2 separate regions of the Triticum aestivum genome follow, and region 2 is linked to region 1. Evidence: chromatin contacts called from public Hi-C data. All regions are on one chromosome and are shown on one strand. The core of a region is the stretch at or near the end of the contact, and the rest is flanking DNA. Distances in the headings are between cores, read along the strand shown.

Region 1 (3,596 bases), core at 863-3,362:
GGGCGAATGCAAACTACGGTCCCTCCCCCCCCCCCGAGTTGCAAGTCGACCATCGACTTGCAACTCGGGCGTGGTTACAAAAAGAACACGGAAACCCCCACCCCCCTAGTTGTGAGTCGACGGTCGATTTGCAAGTGGCATGAGACAAATAAACGCCCTCGAGTTGCGAGTCAATGGTGGACTTGCAACTAGAGGCGGTTACCAAGTTGCAAGTCAATCGTGGACCTGCAAACTGGGGCAATTACAAAACTAAGTCCACTAGTTGCGACTCGATAGTAGACTTGCAACTCGCCGACGGAAAAAAACCGCTAGTTGCAAGCCAAGGGTCGATTTGCAAGTGTCATGAGACAAAGAACAAAAAAAACCTCGAGTTGCGAGTCAATAGTGGACTTGCAACTAGGGCGGGTATCCGAGTTGCGAGTCGATGGTGGATTTTTCATTAACATCCAGAGCACATGAAAAACAGCAAAAAAATGTGGCAGCAGACATTACCGCAAAGCTTTCATTGACATCCCGAAAAAACATGCCAAAGCTCCTGCCGTTGTTCATCTCACAATGAACGAAGCAAACTGAGCACAACATCCTGGTTTCGGAGCTGAAAAGGCAAAAAAATAAATAAAGAGAACGTGAGTTCCTAAAGAATACCAATTACACAAAAGATAAATGATGGAAAAAGACATGGGCCTGCAACAAAAACATATCATGACTCACATCATCCATGAAAAGCTACAGAAAAAAATACTGATCCTGTACAGTTTCTGCATCCATGAAAAACTATAAAATAAACATGATAGAACATATCATGTACAGTTTCTGCATCCATTTTAAAATGACTCATCATCTGGTAGTTAAAAAAAAATCAAATCTACAACAAACAGTATCAAAGATGAACATCAGTATATGGTTAAAAAAAATCCCTACTAGTACAGTTCTGATAACTCATCTGGAGCACAAACACATCATTACAAGTGCTCCCCACCCCTATGATGGATCCCCATTTTTTGATAACTGATGTTCATATACTATACATGAAAAAAAAACGTGTATAAAGGTTATATACAGCCTTGGAAAGTACAAGCATATACCATGACAGATAAACATCCACATAAGAGAAAAGTCCTACTTGATCTGTTAGGAAAAATGGAACACAATCTATCACGACAGTACACCCACAAAAAACAGTTAACCATCAAACGACTAGTTCACCCCCTACTTAAAAAAATGCCACGAGAAAAGCAAACAATTACCAATTGAATGTGCCACCAGTCTCACAAAATTTACTTACTAGCTATTGGCGCGCAGCCAGACAAAAACAAAAGACAAATCTACAAACAATGGTATCAAGAAGAACAACAGTATATGGTCGGAAAAACAATCCTACTAGTACAGTTCTGAGAACTCATCTGGAACACAACGCATTCTTACAAAGTGCTCCCCACACCTAATCCTCCTAAGAAAAATGGTTAACCCTCAATTCGTACAACCAACAAAACAACTTGAACCTCAATTCGTACAATCAAAACCTAATCAGCTACTGGAACCTACACCTACTTCTACTGAATATAGCAAAAAATGACAAGAAAATGAACTGAACACAGACAAAACTACCATTGATAAAATCCCCCTCCCTCACATCTGCGTGGATCCAAGATCGCTGATAAAATCGCCCCTCCCTCACGGGGACGCCGGGGGGGGGGGGGGGGGGGGGGGGGGGCGCAGAAGGATCCCCATTAACAAGCAGATGAAAATCTGGATGGGATCGGAGACAAACCCTAGAACATGCGGTACATACAACACAAGCAGAGGGGAATAGTACTAAAAATCGAACAAAAACTACAAGAATCAAGAAGAGAAACTTAATTCACCGGGTCTCTACCCCCTTTTCCCTTCTCCCTCTCCAAAATCGCCGTCGCCTGCTTGCCCTGGAGAGGAATGGGAAACGGGCGAATGAATGCGAGAGGGAAAACTCGATGGGCGCTCTCTGCAGAAGAATGCGAGGCGAGGACAGACAAAACAAAGGCCCCAGCCCAAAAATCTGAGAGAAAAAAAAACACGGCCCGCCCCCAACTAACAACGACGTGGAACGGGCCGCGCGCCAGACAAACGAGTCGCGAGCCTGCGTTTGCGCGAATATTAGAGAGGCTAGATCCAACGGCTCAGGCAGATGTGAAATAGCAAATCTGATATAAAATCGGCTGCGGGCGAGCGTGGGCCGGCTTGCATCGCACGACCCTTTGCCGGTGAAGAGAACAGAGTAGGCCTCGCACGCCAATGGCAGGTTCGCCCTTCCCCTTCCCCTCCAACCCTAGATAGATCCCCCAACAAACTCTCGATTCCTCGATTAATTTCTCCGATTCCATGCCAAGTCCACCCCGTAGCGGAGGATTCGGTCCGATTCGGGTATTCTTGCTCAGTTCCGCTTGAGATTTCGGCCGCGAACTTTGGGGCGAGATGTTGTTTAGGGATGTTTCCCGCAGTTGGAGGGCAGATTTGAGGTTGAGGGGTCGTGCTTCTGTACGAACTTGGAGCTTGCAACGCGATGAATCGTTGCCGGGTTGCTTCAGCTATCTTGACGTGGATGAAGGACGGTGGAACTGGCGTCAATTTTACCGATTTGTTAGGAATTGGCGTTGGCGGTTCGTGCGAGGATGTGGCCTTGAGAATTTTCGGCCGGTTAGTAGCTCGAGCTGTCCCGGGAGATGCCTTGATGTGCCAGTACCCGCTAATTTGTAGCTCTGAGCTTGATTCTATGTTGATTGGCATGATTCAAGAGGGTTTGGTTAGCTCGAGAGAGCTTATCGACCAGAGTTTTGCATACCCTGCGGCTCTTGACGTTCCATGATTGGTTAATGTCCGTGCCTGAGCCCTTACAGGCTTACTAGTTTGTCAAAGTACACGGTTCATTTGAGGTGTAACAAAGTAACTACTCCTTCCTGGGAGGCAGCCTAACATTGTTCATTTGATCATATACCTCTTGTTTTCTTGTTTATAAACCCATTCCGTTTTATACGACAGAAATTGCTTATTTGGCTAAACGATATTCTTGGCTGAAAGATAGCTCACCTACTTGTGCATCTTCTGTTGGTGCCTTTCATTGATCTTCTATTTCTGCACTCCAGTTGTGCTGGCCATTCTTCAGTATTGTAGTTTGCTGCTAGCTCACTGCCAGTCAAGTGCTTTTCATTATCCGATTATGGGGTTTTGTAATGCCTCTCAACTCAACTCACTGATGTTATGCCTCACATATTGATTTCTAAGTGGTTGAGATCAATTCTGATCTTCACTCGGTTAAATTTCCAGGTGCACCACCAAAACCGTGGGAACGTGCTGGGGCTGAGGGAACATCCGGTCCGTCTCCTTTCAAACCACCATCTGGTGGCAGCACTAGCGATGTCGTCGAAGCTTCTGGTACAGCTAAACCTGGAGAAACCATTGCTGCTACAGAGAGGAACATGTCGGCCAATGTAAATAACTCCATCTCGAGGCCTATGCCCCAACGTCCTTGGCAGCAAACAGGCTATGGAAATTCCTATGGAGGTAATCTACTGTACTGACCTAGAGCCTATTTGAAGCTTGTCTGCCTTTTGGGGATATCT
Region 2 (3,831 bases), core at 426-2,925, 420 kb before region 1:
TGAGGCGGGATGCTGCCCGTCAGCCGGTTGTCCGACAAATCCAGCACCGACAGTGTGCTCCTCGCCCCCAGCAAAGGAGGGATGGCACCATGGATCTGGTTGTCGAACAGCTGCAGGTACTCCAAGCAGGGCAGGTTCTGAAACTCCATCGGAATTGCGCCGGTGAGGTTGTTGATGGACAGGTCTATTCTCCTTATGACACCCAGCTTCCCGAGCTCCCGCGGGATGCTGCCTTGCAGGCGGTTCTCGAAGAGGTGGAGCAGCCGTAGGGTCTGTATCTTGCCGAGCTCGCTCGGGATGGCTCCTGTCAGCTTGTTCTCTGACAGGTCAATTTCCACGGCGCTCTGCAGGTTCCCGAGCTCCTTTGGGATGGCGCCGTCCAGGTGGTTCCGGTAAATGTAGAGCTTTACGAGCATGGGCAGCGCCCCGAGCTCCCTCGGCACGCCGCCGGTGAAGGCGTTGTCGTTCAACGCCAGCATCTCCAGGTTCGTGCAGTTCCCCAGCTCCGGTGGGATCTCGCCGGTCAAGGCGTTCTGCCACAGGATCAACGTGCTGAGGTTCTTGAGCCGGGAGAGCTCGCGGGGCAGCGTCCCGGCGAGGCTGTTCTGCGCGAGCCCGAGCACCTCCAGGTTGCCGCACTCGCTAATCTCGACCGGGATCGGGCCGGAAAGGTCGTTGAGACCCGCACGGACCACACGGAGACGCTGCAGCGTGCGGACGGATGCCGGGATCCCGCCGGTGAGGTTGTTGGTGTAGATGACGAGCTCCTCCAGGGCGGTGAGGTTGCCGATGTCGGCGGGGATCTCGCCGGTGAGCAGGTTCTCGCTGAGGAAGAGCCGGCGGAGGGACGGGAGCGCGCAGAGCTCTGGCGGGATGGCGCCGTGGAGGGAGTTGGTGCTGAGGTCGAGCACCTCCAGCGCGCGGCACGCGGCGAGCCCTGCGGGGACGGGGCCGGACAGCGCGTTCTTGGACACGTTGAGCACGGCGAGCCGCGGGAGCGCGCAGACGGCGGGGGAGAGCGCTCCACCGAGGCCGAGGCCGAGCCCGTGGAGCGTGACGCCGGTCACCTCACGTGCCAAGGAGCAGGCAATGCCGGCCCACCCGCACGGGCTCGCCGCGTCGTCCCAGCTCGAAAGGCGCCCGTCGACGTCCACCAGCGCGCGCTTGAACTCCCGCAGCGCCGCCGCCTCGGTCTCCTTTTGCTCCGCCGCTGCCACAGCCGAGCTCAAGACGGCAAATAGAAAAATCTTGAGCAAGAAGTGCGCCACGGTCGCCATTGCCGTACGCGAGAAACAAACCCAAACCCAAACTCAGGCAGGAGCTCGGGCTGCACAGCGGAACACTTACTAGACTAGACTGGCGGCAAGAAACAGAGTGCCATGGACCTCCTTCCCCACCCACTATGAGTCTATGACTACGCCACCAGGAAACAGCAGGCCATGGGCGAGGTGGGTGGCACTGGTCACTGGTCGCTCCCGCAAGCGCAAGGGGAGGGAGGCAGTAAGCAGAGGAGTGAAGCTTTAAGGGCGGCGTGCAGGTGCACTGTGCTGTGGGCGCATGGCGATGGCATTGACCGCTGGCATTTCCCCGAGCAGGTGGTGCGCGGGGAAGGGCGTGGGGAGTGTCTTGGACCCGGCCGTCAGCCACACAATTGCCTCGCCCTGAACACGATGACGCATAGACGATAGAAGTAGACTTGTCGCAGTAAAGTAGGAGTACGTGTGTTCGTGTGGATCGCCCGCTAGCCGAAAGCGCCGTTTTGGTTTGGGAAAAAGAGGTGTCGTTAACATAAGCACATTTTTTTTTGCGATGAGTTAACATAAACACTTTGTGGCTAGGATTACGTGTGTTTCATCTCGTACCTTTTTCATTTCTTAGGGCTTCGAGATTTTGCATGCACTCCCACTCAACTATTAGGACGAGCTGGCCTCTTCAAAGTTATATAAGCATGCTATGATTCATATTTTGGTTGGGAAGAATTTCAAACGAATCCTAGGAATACATCAGATGTAGCTATTAATAAGAATGATAAGGCAATAATAACATCAATTGGATATGTGCATCACAATAGTGCAGAGGCGCGGGCTATCCCCTTTTCAAAAAGAAACCGAGACTCTTCAGTGATCTCCTCGCTGTGTATCAAAAGTATATGCGCACGACCGTCAGGTTCAGTTATTTCACCGGCACTGGTGATAACGGTTGAGAGTATCTTTGCGTTTCACGGAATTCACGGAAACCATTTTCTTAAAGTGTTTACTTTTCAATCATATCTTTGGCCAAGTAGCTAGCTACCTGTCATTTCATCTCCACAGCTCGCTCGCTAGGTTCATGTGGTGTCGGCTTGAGTTAGATCCACCCCCTGGACCTAGCTAGATAGCCTAGCCAGCAACACATAGAGCCAGCCAAATTTTACATCACATCATATCGTACACTAACCATGAGCATTTCACAGCGATCGCATCAGGCAGTGTCTATAATTTTCGTTTCAACATCAGGTAATAATTAAGCTACGGAATTCAGATTCTCCAAAGGAATCCTGTTGATATCTTTAGCACATCTTTGAACTAGTGTCAAAAATATTATGGGGCGGAGGGAGTATATGTTTTTGACCGGGTCAGTCATCTGAAATAACTAAGCGTATGAAAATATGTGCTGACATACCGGCACACATCACTGGTTAGGCCAAGAACTTTTGTACCATGCATGCAGATAATTCAACAGCCGATATGCTCTATATAGAATCAGTATAGATCGAGCACGTACACATGCAGGGTAGGCATCTGGTTTGTTTAGTGAGGTCAATATATATCTAACGTTCTGCATGAATTCGGCCTTCGCAGTAGCAGTCTCCCGTTCGGCCAAATATACCTTGTCTGTACATGCAAAGAAAGTTAGGCCCTCGGCAACCAAGGTATATTCTATGTGTGTTCCAGAGCATGTGAAACCTAAATAAAGCTATCGTATCGAGAACAAGAACACAGTGATGTGCATCGGCGGCAAGGAGCAGCGGGCGCCCGCCGGCGAATGTGATGGCAACGACAGCGCAGGCGCGTTCTCCCCGCGGTCGAGGAGCACCTGTGGCGGCCTGGATCCATCGTCCAGTCCACGGCAAAGATGGCGGCGATCCGTGCACGAGTGCTTGATGGAGGTCCTTCGAACAGATCCGGGTGAAAACTTGCTTTCGGCTTACTGCCAAAGCCGGCGGTGGCGGCGCTATTTTGCGACATTCCCTTCTTGAAGGCATCGCCGAGGAGAGTTTCAAGGTCACTGTCTGCTACCTCCGGGGGAAACCCTAAATCAGTTGATCGGAAGACGGCGGCGTTCTTATGTCGTTCCCCCCTTGGGGGCGTCGTTCTTGGAGGTGTGCACGGGCTCGAGGGACCAGTGGACCGCATCTTAGGTGGAGCGGTGCTTCATCCTACACATTGATGGCGACGGATCTCGACGGCGTAGCGCAGTGCAGATTCGGCGTCCGATGTGCGAGGATGGACTCGCGCAGGAGGACGACGCTGTCTGGCGTCATGGTGGCGTCGATGGCAGAAAGACCTGGCACGGTAGATGCAACAGTACAGCTCTGAAGATGGATTGGTGGCAGGTGGCTGCGGCGGCCTCATACCCGGCAGGCGTCCGGGTTGAAGTGTGCGCCGGACTGGTGGGTGCCCCATATCCGGCAGGCGTCCTGGTTGGGACCTCAGATCATAGATGTTAGATTTGGCTGCGAGGTCTGTTTGGTATTAGGCCCAAACTATCAGTATCCCTACATCAACTGGATAGGAGTAGCGGCAGATGTTGCCTAGACGGTGGCTTTAGTCTTACTGTTGTATGACTTTG

What was found. Hi-C and Micro-C count contacts between places; a contact is called where the count stands out from the background.
Region 2: a Hi-C map of leaf shows a contact between it and region 1, with 5 times the contacts expected there. The contact joins the promoter of LOC123052855 here to the promoter of LOC123052853 in region 1. A contact is called at or near these places in 2 of 5 Hi-C or Micro-C datasets (both in leaf).

The regions. Positions count from the first base shown.
Region 1 is chr2D:304,431,650-304,435,245 of IWGSC CS RefSeq v2.1, reverse strand. LOC123052853 (peroxisomal membrane protein 13) reads left to right here and starts at 2,112. Exons shown (of 5, transcript XM_044476207.1): 1 at 2,112-2,278; 2 at 3,301-3,537. The coding sequence starts at 2,272. LOC123052854 (a long non-coding RNA gene) reads right to left here and starts at 2,038. Exons shown (of 3, transcript XR_006425135.1): 1 at 1,866-2,038; 2 at 493-595.
Region 2 is chr2D:304,847,024-304,850,854 of IWGSC CS RefSeq v2.1, reverse strand. It overlaps LOC123052855 (leucine-rich repeat receptor-like serine/threonine-protein kinase At1g17230), which reads right to left and starts at 1,675. Exons shown (of 3, transcript XM_044476208.1): 1 at 1-1,675. The coding sequence starts at 1,277.